2 separate regions of the Mus musculus genome follow, and region 2 is linked to region 1. The links are chromatin contacts, called in public Hi-C maps. All regions are on one chromosome and are shown on one strand. The core of a region is the stretch at or near the end of the contact, and the rest is flanking DNA. Distances in the headings are between cores, read along the strand shown. Region 1 overlaps Hoxd3 (homeobox D3). Region 2 has its middle 62 kb from the start of Gm46748.

Region 1 (5,369 bases), core at 896-3,395:
ACTCTTCATGGGGGATGCTTTTCCCACCCTTCTGAAAGGTTCCTGAGGAGTTAATGTATAACTAATATCATTCAATCACTTTTGTCTGTTTGATAAAGAAAACTCACTGGTCAGCTCTCTGGTTTTAATTCTTGATCTCATCTTTTAGGCAAAGTTTCTTTCCAAAAAATCTCCCTGGCTCCCATCACCATGAGAGAACCTATCATGCAACTTCTGGCAAATCGAATTTAAATATAGGAACCAAAATAGTCCTGCATTCATTTCCCCCTGTATTTTCACCCAACCAAGTACAAAAACTCTCCAAATTAGCCTTTGTTTGGTAGTATTGTTCTCCATTTTGTTTTAGAATATAAGTAAATATGTCATTTATCTTGATGCGAGACAGGGTCCTTCTCAGTGGGTTACAGTAATATATAAATGTGTGCAGTTAAGATATCTACCTAACAAAGCTAGACTAATTCATTTGATTAGTTTTCAATACCAATCTCTGACTGCTAGAGTTACCAAACAGCAAATGGACAGTTAAATCCTCAGTCTGTGACTAATATTTATATGTTTGCCCCAGGCCAAAGAACCTGGTGTGCTGGCTTGCTAAATTCTAGGGCTTTTCAGGGATCCTGCTTACTTCTGGATGTCTAAATGGTCAGGCTTATGAGACCACCAGAATTCACTGCTGCTGCTTTGTCATTCCTTGACAACTGTGGAAGCAAAACATCCCCTCCTGCCTCCTTGTTGACCAAGTTTGTCTTTAATGGTGGACCAGTCTCATCAAAATAGATTCTTGAGGAGCTAAGCAAGCCCGTGGAACAGATGACATATTATTTTTGCTCTGTGGCATGTCCCTAGAAAACTCTCTATGTAAAAAAGACTCAGAGGTACAACTAGAGCGCACAACCAGAGTCATCTCCTGCCTGTTTGCACTGTTGTAAGGAATTTCCAGACCTGCTTCATGGCCTGGTGTCCATTTCTGTACAAGCAAGGGTAGTAACTGTGTTGTTCTCTTTGGGGGAAGAAAAATAAAAAGCCTTTGCAGCACCCACCAGACAGAACCCTAAAGAAGCCCCTCTTCCAAAGCATGGTGACCTGAGAATATTGTTATAAAACCTGGGGGGGGGGAACCCAGTTTATTTCTTTCCAGAAATCCCTACTCCTTGTGAACTCTGCTTGAACCTAAAAAGCAGGACTGGGTCATAAATCATTTGGACAATGGTCAACTGTTCAGTGGCTCATCTTTTCCATCACACCCCCCCCCTTTAAGGCTTTCTTTTCTCACCCTTTGGTACCTTTGCTCATTTGAGCACCAAGACCCAAATGCTGGTGGGGGGGGCAGTTGGGGGAGGGGCAGATGATCAGGATTTCTTGTTTTGGAGTAGTCCTCTGTTGCCCTCTCTCCTTCTGCTTAGTTCCTCCTCCTCCTCCTCCTCCTCCTCCTCCTCCTCCTCCTCCTCCTCCGGCCATCCACCCCCCCCCACCCAAACTCCAACCCGAGGAATGGGACTGTGCAGCCATTCAGTCTCCTGGAGCACCCCTAGACCTCTTAGAGAAGAGTCACCAAACAGACAGGCTAGTCATTTTCCAAAGTCCCCGGAAGTTACCCAACTCAATTTGGAGGCCTAAAGGCAGGCCCCAAGACAGGGCCAAATGGTTTCCAACCGGAAGGAAGACCAGGCACCCTCGCAGAGCTCCCACCACTCTCTCTCCAGCCATGCCGGCCCGCCCAGCTGGCCTAGCCTCAGAAGCACCGGAGTCCTGATACTTGCTCACTGCACTTAATTCTGCCCAGATCAATACCTAATATGATACCGAATAAATAAAAGGCGCTCACAGCGGCCAGGGGACAGGGTTATTAAGCAGCTGGAGCTCTCACGGTGCATATCAATGCACCTGTCATTGTGGTTTGTAACAAAATTTATGACTGTGACCACGGCAGCAGTAAACGCTTCAGTAAGGAATGAAAAGAAAAACATTTCCCAAGGCCCGGCACTTTTCAGAAGTGGAAAGCAGGCTCCGCGTAGGAGGCAGCACGGCAAAAGAATCCCCTACTCCGCACTTTTCCCGTTTACACACCCTGCGTGCGAGCTGCGGGGATTATATAAAGTGGCCGGCGCCAGCCTGGCCTAGTAGCAGCTGTGCTCGGCAGTCCAAGTTGGAAAGAGAGGATCGCAAGCCCGGCCGAGGACCACAGACCTGCTGCCCGCCTGGTCTCGGACTCTAGGAGGCTCGATGGATGCCAGGCGTTTGCTCGCTCGCTCGCTCGCCCGCCCGCGGCTGCCATGGGAAGGCCGCCGGAGAGGAAGGCTTGGGCTGGGAGGGAGGCCACAGTCTCTGGATGTGTCAAGCGCGGCTGTGGTAGTGAATAGCTTACTGCCACCGTCAGTCGGTGCCAGTCTTGGGTGGCAGAAGTGGGAGGTGATGGGACACTGGTTGTGTCAGTTTCTCTTAAAATTCTTGGAGGTTCAAGTTGGTCTAACCTCCACTCCCTATTTTGTCTAACCCGGGTCTTCCAATAACCCAGGGATCTTATCCTGGAGGCGGCGACTTTTACTGGGCATTCTTGTTAATTCAGTAGAACGGAGCGGTGACACTCTTTGCTCTGATGGCTTTGCTACTTCTGGAAAACCAGTCTTCAGCGGGTTTGCTGAGAAGAGAATTGACTGCCCACTTTCTCCCGACCCCTCTCAGCCTGAGCCTCTTCTGCCCTTTGGGAAGCCCAGGACGCCCATTCTAAATCACTCCTGTTTAGCCGGGATAACTCAGTACTGTAGCATACCCTGCATTTAAGACAGCGGACGCACTCTATTAAAGCGCCATAAATTTGAAGGCCGATGATCGGTTCTCATGTAACAGGCAGCAGTTCACACTGAGGTGATCCACTTCAAAGCCACCCTTTGTTTTATGTCTTGATGTATGAATCCTGGGATGGCTATCTTGAGTTAAGGGGGTGGGGGTGGGCATGGAAATGTAGAGCAAATTATTTATTTGTTTATTTAAATCACCCCCCACTCACCACAATATTGCATGTATATTGTCTTGAATTTTATCTCTAACACTTTTTGTAGGCTCTTCAGTTTTCTTTGGTGTTCTGCGGAAGCAGATCTGGAACAAAATGGAAAACTCAGTAGCAGCTGGTTCTGTCTTCCAAACATACCAGGAGAGCCTTTACCCTCTTTAAGGGTGTCATAATCAATGTGACCATTGTATGTGGTGCCTGCAGCTATTCCAGACGCTTTGGCCCCAGCAGAATGAAGACACAGTTGGATCCAGGGGAGCTTGAGGGCAAAAATCTTTGGCTGGATGGGGGAGGGGAGAGAGAACCTGGTCATGAGGAAAGGACCAGGGGGTGAGCCAAGTGGGTCAGCCCTCTCAGAGAAGCCCTAAAATAAGGTAGGAGGAAGCTTACAGGTTAGAGGGACAGGAAAGGAGGGTAGATGTGCAAGGGCACCTGGGTGGATGTTACTGGAGCTGCCTCCTCAGGGTCCGGGTAAACGGGGAGTTAGGTAAACTGGAAATTCGGCTCTAGCTATATCCTGATTTGCACATTATCTCTCTGGCTCAGCTAGCTTTCCTGGAAGTTGTTAGAGAATGCCCACACCAATCTGGGCCTGGGCTGCTTAGTTCTGGGTCCGGACTAGACTATAAATATCGTAAGAAGCCAACAACCTTCCCTATCTCCAACCCCAAACCAAGACCAAGCCAAACCGCTCACCACTGCGGCTGCTCAGCACGAGCCGGTCTCTGGTCAGGTGAAAGGAGGGAGAGGCAGTCTCTCTCTTGCATCTGCCCTGTGCAATTTGTCGACTCAGTAGTTTGCAAACACTAAACTGCACCCGGGAAAACCCCACACAAAGCGTCCAGGGAGCTTCTAAAGACGAGAGAGCGTAGCCATAAGCCTTTGAAGTGACCTTTGGCTCATGCTGCAATAAGTCACCTCTTAATGAACACCCAACGGAAGCGCCTCAGAGAGATGCCAGCCCGGTAGGACTCCTAACTTCGCGGCCCGACTTCAGCTTCCCAAGATGGCCTGTGTTGGGGAAGACTCCTCATTTGTCTGCTTTCTATGTTCCAACCCTCTTGGCTGCCCCCCCTCCCCGAGGGTGACACAGTGTAGGTGCACCCCCTCCCCGAGGGTGACACAGTGTAGGTGCAGGGGTTATCAGGATGCTCAAACCGGTGGCCTCAGTCCCCATACCGTTTTATATCATACAATAGCACGGGCAGACATCAACCTGCGCAGCTTGATCATTTTTACTTATTTTTTAGAAGGTTTCTTTAGAAATAGGATCACTCCCTGAGAAGAAGAGCCTCGCAGTCCCAAAATTTAGCATTTAGCTAAATTTTGCTTTCCAGGCGTTGAGGAACCTGGTAAGTTCGTGCCTGGGCTTTTTATAGTGAGGGGTGCTCTCTGAGCTCTGGGTACAGGGGTCTTGGGAAGTGGATAGGGGAAAGGACCTCAAGTCAGTTGGGTCACAAGCAAAACATCCTCCCTGCAACCCCCCAGAGCTCTCTTCTGCGTTTTCTGCCCTGCCCTGCTTCAAGCCACGCAGGACTGGCCTAATTTTGGATTTTGAGTGCCCCCCCCCCCTGTCGTGGTCTGAACCCGGCTGACTTCGTCCTGCCTGAGTTCCAACACACTTTTCGCAGCCAGAAACTTCAGAAGCAGAAGGGAATCTTGTCCGCTAGCTGTTGGGGAAGATCTGACTCCAGACATACCCCCACACCCCACCCACCAGCAGTACCCAGGGAAAACTCTTCAGGATAGGACCAGAGTAGAGCCTTGGTGGGGATTATTGAAAATTTCGGGGAAGTTATAAGTGAGTGCTCCATGGGGCCAAATGAAATGCTGCTTGCAGTAATTGGATTCAGCTGACTAAGCTGGCAGGCTTGCAGCTCCGAGGCAATGAGCAAAGAAAAATGTCCACCAACTTCAAATTCTGATGGAGCCCAGTGCAGCTGATTGACAAAACAACTTTTCCTGCTCCCTTTGATGGCTAAGACTTTGGACCTCAGTCCTCCTCCCACTGGGGACTGTCCCAACTTAAATTTAGACAGTGCTTCTCCTCCTCACTTGGGGTTCCGGTCTCTGGGGTAGTCTAGTAGATTCGGCCCACTTCTGCTCACAGGGTCACTCGCGCTTGCCTTGGTTGGGAAAAAGACCTGTGATATTTGTCTTCTACACTTCTAGCCTGGAGCCACGAGGAACAAGTCAACAAAGGATATGAGGAATGCAGGAACCAATATGATTTAGCTTTCACCACGTAGGGTTATTTGGAGAGAAGGACCCAGAAACACTAAATCTGTTCATCATTGTAACAGCCAAAGCCTATGCTGCTGATACACTGGGGAACCCTCTCAAACTCCTCAGGGTAGTT
Region 2 (6,248 bases), core at 1,143-3,642, 260 kb before region 1:
TGGAAATTTTCAGTCCGCTGAGCTCATTCACAATGCCTCACTACCGATGGCAGAGAGTCAAGGTCGCCTTCCCTTCTCGGCCCATTGTGTGAACAATGACTATTTCAAAATCAGTCCAATAAGATGTAAAAATGGAGTCCTAAGCAACACTGTTTCTCAGCTATCGCTTTCCGCGTACCACCTCCAGCATCTCCATTCAATACCAGTCTGCCCCCTAGACACCAGAGAAACCCAGATGAGGGGCTGGCCCCTCACATCTGCATCAGAGCATCAGCATCAAAGCAGGTGTCGCCTCCACGAGCCGTTTCTATTACACTCACACAGCACGGGGAGGGGAGGGAAGACTTCGTGCCAATAAGCCACATCAATTCATCAATCAAAATGAATCCGTGCACTAATTAAACTAGGGGAAAATAAAAAGTAGGCATTTGTGTTACAGACAGGGAGAACACTGTAGGGAGGGAGATGGGGGGCGAGGTGTATTTTCAGGACAGCGAAGATTTGACAGGCACAACATCGATTAGCAAAGGCAGGAAACACATGACTGGAATGTACAGCAAGTGGTTCTTTATGTTAAAAGAATAAGCAGACATAAGTGAACAAATGGAGCACCCACAAGCATTCGCATACCCAAGGAGGCGAATTTGGTCAGGTGGAGCAGTGGCCGCAGTAGCAATGCCTGCCTTGTTGGGAGCCTTCACCGGGGGGAGACCTAAGAGCAGCAGTTAGAAACCCCGAGTCCCCTCTGTCTCCATGTCGATGTCTGCTTTATTACGGAGCCCTTTCTCCTTTTGTTAATCGTCCACAGCCACTATGCATAGCATAAGATTAGGACAGGGCACAAAGGTTCCGAGCTAAGGGAGGAGAGGAAGACAATTCAGTGCATGGTCTTGGTAAACATGTCTGTCATTAGAAAGTGACAAGTTCCCTCTACTTGGTTACCTGGAGGGTTTGCATTACCAGGGATGTGAGCAACTGGTCCTTGTCCTTGAGTTTTCTTCTCCTCTCCCCTGCTTCTGCTTCTTCATTCTGAGCTGAACTCTTCTCCAGCTGCTTCTATATATCATATATCAAAAACGTCTGAACAGAAGAGGGACCTTCATTTATCCTATGGAGTGTTTCATCTATATGACACCAGGTCTCTACACGGGAAGAAGGAAACCTTAATATCTGCCTCTTAACGCTCAGCATTGTGTAGACAAAACATCTGCTCAAACAACTTAGTTCATGTTTCCGTCCGATTCATATCACAGAGACCCTCACACCCGTGTGCAGGCTGGCTTCTCCTCTACCGAGATCAAGCATGTAGCTGTCCTAGATTGCGTGTACGACTCAATGCATTAGACACAGAGAGAAAACAAAAAGACCATGGGGTCGTTTCCCTGTTTGCACTAAAAATCAGTCGGCTATTAGCTAACTTCCGTAGTTTCATCTAGTAACGCTGATGCTTGATTTAACAATATACTTGTGTGTGTGTGTGTGTGTGTGTGTGTGTGTGTGTGATATAGTGTCTGTATGTATACACATGTAGACCAGAGGTCAACACTGAATATCGTCCTCAGGTACTCTCTATATTATTCTTTGAAACAGCATCTCTCTTTGAACCTAGAGGTCACTGGTTCAGCTAAGATGGCTGGCCGGCAAGCCTCAGGGATCCTCCCGTCTCTGACGCCAGCATTGAGATTATAGGTATGTACCCCCACTCTCAGCTCTTTCCCTGGGTGCTGGGGATTGGAACACGGGTCTCACGATAGTTCAGCTTGTAGCTCTTGAGTTCTCTTCCCAGCCCTCCAAACAATATACTTTCATCGTCTCTTGTCAGTGTTTCAGCTAGAGTAGAAAACTTTAATATCTGCCTCAGAATTTCAATTTTATAGATTATTGGGGGCACATCATTTTCTTTTTAAGTGTGCTCTCTTAAAAGCAGAAATCTAGTTTAACAAGCTTCTAAAATTTAATTAAAAGGCAAAATCTTGCTCCAAAGCTTTGAGACGAGGGAGACCGTGTATCTCAGGCATGAGGTCCAGGTCCAGCTCCCGTGAACACATGCAACATCCCCATAAGAGCTACGTTAAATGCTGCTCCCTCACTGCCCAGAAAGAGCAGCTGTAGTCAGTCAAGTTCAATGTCAGCTCCACCACCAGTGGAGTCCACAACAGAGCAGAGAACTTTCCAGATCTTCCTCCCAAACTGGCCCCGAGACAAACCCGGCTGGCGCAGAGTGCGCACGAGGTGAAAAATAAAACTCTTTTTGTGTTCCCCGAGGCAGACCGTGAAACTGTAAAGATGAGCTGGCATTTTGTTTTATTTTGTGTAATAAAACTGCTCTTTTCACAGCAGTTGGCCCTGGGGGAGTTTCAAATTGCACTGCTCGGCTGCAGCTGTGGGTGTGGCCGGACTCCATCCCAAAACAGTTTGGAGGCCACAGCTGTGTTGGGCCCAGAGGATCTTAAAATTAACATCTGGGCTGCATCCTTTCAAGTTTGCCCCCCCCCCCCCCCACCAAGTCGAGTCGTTTTCACAGGGCAGGAGCACTGATTTGAAGAGTCTGTTCTTGCCTTAACCAGAGTTACTTGAGGAGTATCAAATTTTACCAAAGACTGACACTCGCATTTGGCCTGGGTCACTTTCTGAATCGTCCCCGGGTGATGCTGCGGTTAGGCATGGGAAACCCCGGAGCAGCATTTCTCTGATCTACAAGCAGTCAGTTTCCCGGGAGTAACAGGCTGGTAGATTTTATTTGTGGTAGTTGTTCATATTTACGAGTTCTCGGATCCTTCTTATGTGTTGCCGTTCCTGTCTGCTCTCACATCTGGGGAGTGTGTGTGACCTCTGAACACATTCACCCTCTGAGTTGAGGGTGGAATCACTGTTCTTTCCTGGGGTCTTCTTTCCCGACCTTGGACCAGAACAGCAACGTGGGCATCATTTGGGGAGACAGGAAAAGCCCCTACCAGACCACCTTGGTCTTGAGTGGAGACCAAGACAGCTTTGGGAGGGAGCCGCACTGCCTGGTGAGCCAAAGCACCCGGAGCCACCAGAGTCAGTGCTAGCCATCAGCTTTTGGGTAGGGTGAGCCTGGGGGAGAGGAACTGTTGAGTAGAGAAAGCCTCAGCTTTCAGGTGTCCTTTCCCCTCATGCAGTCTGAGGGAGTTTAGTTCTTGCACCTGGCATTCCTATTGCCTGGTCTGTGTGCTTCCTGTCAGGCCCACATCCCAGCCCCAGCTGAAAGACAGATGCAGAGGCCCTGACAACATGGTCCAGCACCTGAGGCCACTTCACCTTTCATGTTGTTGGGGACAGAAACAGGATAAAGGGTATAAAATCCCAAAGCTAGCCTCAAGGGAATATGTGGGTAGTAGTCAACTGGGCAGAGAAGCCCTTATTCAAACAGAAGACAGAAACACCTACAGTGATGACAATACAAAATGTCTGCTCTAGACTGCCAGGGTGCCTTCTGCCTTAAGGAAGGGGCAATTCTTTCTCCTCTCCTCTCCTCTCCTCTCCTCTCCTCTCCTCTCCTCTCCTCTCCTCTCCTCTCCTCTCCTCTCCTCTCCTCTCCTCTCCTCTCCTCTCCTCTCCCTCCCCCCCCCCTCTCATCTGTGGAGAGCTAAGCTCTCTGGAAGATACCCTGATCACAGGCTCAGGTAAGGAACACAGAACACAGGGAAATCTTTCCTGTTAAAACTCAGAACAAGCTCCAGGTCATGGCCATACTCCTGTCTTATCACTCCTGTCCCACCCCAGTCAGTCCTGTAAAGCCTACATCTGTCTGCTGCTGGCCTGAATCTGCAAATAGGGGCATCCAGCTGACTGATAGTGTTCATATCACTCACAAAGGAAGTCTGGGTGCGATCCTGAGATGAGGGCCTCTGGCAAGTTGTCACTTCTGCTCCTCTCAGTCTGGAAATGGGGAGAACAGCCTGGGGTTTGAGCTTTAAGGTGGCAAAGTGTTTTCTTTAGGTTAGTCACCATTTCCAGATGTCATTGGTGATTTGCTAGTAAATGAAATTCCATTGGAAAGACTCAACCCTAGGGTAAGGGTTAGAGGGTTAGGGTTAGAGAGAAATGGTTAGGGTTAGAGTGTAGTTAGGGTTAAAGGGTTAGAGTGTTAGCGTTAGAGGGTTAGGGTTAGTTAGGGTTAGGGTAGGATATCCTCTCTAAGACTAACACATCAACAAAGCAGGGCTCCTGTGGAAAACATGACCTACTGAAACGAAAGCTTTGTCCTCCTCAGAAAAGTCTTTGTCACTGCCTTCTCTGTACCCAGTCCCGTCAAGGTGGGGGCAGTTTTCCAGAGACTCACTCTGTGTCGCAGACTTTGCCCTCTTGCTCTTGTGTAAGTTTAGGTGAAGACAACCAAGAGACAGAGCTCTATCCACGTCTGAAGCGTGAGTGCTTCCCAGCATGCCCGTCACATTTTAACAGTTGTGAGAAAGTTGACTGTGAACGCTGTTTTACCTAACTTGTTCTTTTCTAAGCTGAGAATGTTCCAACAGGGAAATTTAAAGCCTGTGGCTAATGAGGAACACGTAGGGCTGTTTTTCCCCCTTAACCTCATATTTGGTGGGCAGTTCTTGATCCTCTCCGTTGGAAATATGACAATGAGGTTCTGATAAAATATGACTGTTTCAAACTATCAAATAGCTATATAAAATATTTGGACTAGATTTAGTTCTCCTAAAAGGTGGCAGATTGATGGAGCATGGATAAAGCCAGTCAGCCTTCAGGAATGGCTGCTTCGTGAGAAATGGGCCCTTCTTTCTCCTGGGGACAGGGATGTTCCCACACACATCTTAACTTGCAACATTCTCAACATACAGACCTCAGTGTTCTTGTCTGTTGAGGCCTCTGGCAGGTGTTGGGGTTTCTGTAAGAATTCTGTGGTGGAAGAAGGCATTCCTGCAACTGAGGTTCTCCAGGTCATTACATCCTGATTGGCCACAAGCCAAAAGGGCTGTCATCATAGCCCATGTCTGTAGCCAGGCTCCATGATGTATTTTTACAATACTGGTGCTTCAGACCTGAGGCTTACCCACTGCTCCTAGGTTCCCACAGCACCACTGCCTCATCTTGCAGGCCTTAGCCCAGAGGCTCCACCCCTCCCCCTTCTCCCTCTTCAACTCGTTCATTTCATCAGCATGTTGGCCCTTTGAAGCAGGAATGGCTTTATAGGCTAGTACCCTATGATAATGAAGTTAGATAAGGTATTTTGACAAGAGATATTGGCTAGCTCCAAGCCATCCAGGAATCCCATCTCCAAATTGACAGAGATTGGTATGACTGAAGAGTTTTTAAGAACAAAAAGGAGAAAGCATTAATTGAAGAAAAATCATCCTTCCTTCTGGAATAAACAAGACATTTCATGCTGTTACACATGTTATATACAACATAATTGGATTAAGCTGTGTTGATAACAACACCCAGAAATGCTCCAAATATACTCAGTTCAATTCTTTCAAAGGTTTGGCCAATTACCTCCAAAGTTCTTTGAAACTCTAATCAGGAACAAAGAAAATGTGTTCCATTTACATGGTCCTGGGGGACTATTGTTTCTATGTCATATGTCACTTCTGAGCACATATGTGTGTGTGTGTGTGTGTGTGTGTGTGTGTGTGTGTGTGTGTGAATTCACAGATTCTGTGCTAGTATTTCACTAGCAGCTGCCCCTTTCCCTTCCCTTCCCTTCCCTTCCCTTCCCTTCCCTTCCCTTCCCTTCCCTTCCCTTCCCTTCCCTCCTGACTGCTATGATCAGAACGGGGAGTATTTTTACTAACAACTTCACCATTTAATTTAGGGGCCACTCTCCTGTTCCCCCACATTGATCTCACTATGGTTATTGCCTGGGTTGTCCATCCATATTCCTTCTTCTGCCTGATCCCATGGCTGCTGCTTCAGTTTCAACCCTCCAGCAACTCTCCTCCTGGATGACTTCTGTTTCCTCACATCGCACCTGATTCCTGAAGGCTCTGGGAGCATCTTCCAAGAGGACATTCCAGCATCCGGATCAACCAACCAATCAAACGTCAGCCAGTTCATCTGGAAGCCGATCACTGGAAGATGGTTGCGATTAAAGACTCTTCATGGGAGGCAGAACCATTTGCCACTCCCGCCCACACTTGTGCAAATATCAAATCAGTCCTTTGTGTGGGTTCACTTGGCTTGATCACATACTCTGCTAGGTACAACATAGTAAGATCCTTGGATAGCGCTGTGTTGCTAGCAACGCCCAGAATGTCAGAAAATAG

Evidence for each region. Hi-C and Micro-C count contacts between places; a contact is called where the count stands out from the background.
Region 2: a contact with region 1 is called in a Hi-C map of uterus, with 4 times the contacts expected there. The contact joins two enhancer-like sites. A contact is called at or near these places in 6 of 39 promoter capture datasets (the HPC-7 cell line, cancer-associated fibroblasts, embryonic stem cells and 2 more), 1 of 484 Hi-C or Micro-C datasets (uterus), 8 of 115 datasets of contacts at active chromatin or transcription factors (craniofacial prominence, embryonic forebrain, embryonic hindbrain and 5 more) and 3 of 9 other capture datasets (adipose tissue, macrophages and pancreatic islet).

What each region holds. Positions count from the first base shown.
Region 1 is chr2:74,737,342-74,742,710 of GRCm38.p6, reverse strand. All of the region lies in intron 1 of Hoxd3 (homeobox D3), which reads right to left. Among named protein-coding and RNA genes, the nearest start is that of Gm14424, 13 kb to the left of the region's middle. Within about 2 kb of position 2,145, at least 18 of the 459 cell types and tissues checked have an H3K27ac peak or open chromatin away from gene starts, as enhancers often do. A contact at or near this core is called in uterus, where this site is marked.
Region 2 is chr2:74,996,610-75,002,857 of GRCm38.p6, reverse strand. No RefSeq gene overlaps it. Among named protein-coding and RNA genes, the nearest start is that of Gm46748, 62 kb to the left of the region's middle. Within about 2 kb of position 2,392, at least 46 of the 459 cell types and tissues checked have an H3K27ac peak or open chromatin away from gene starts, as enhancers often do. A contact at or near this core is called in uterus, where this site is marked.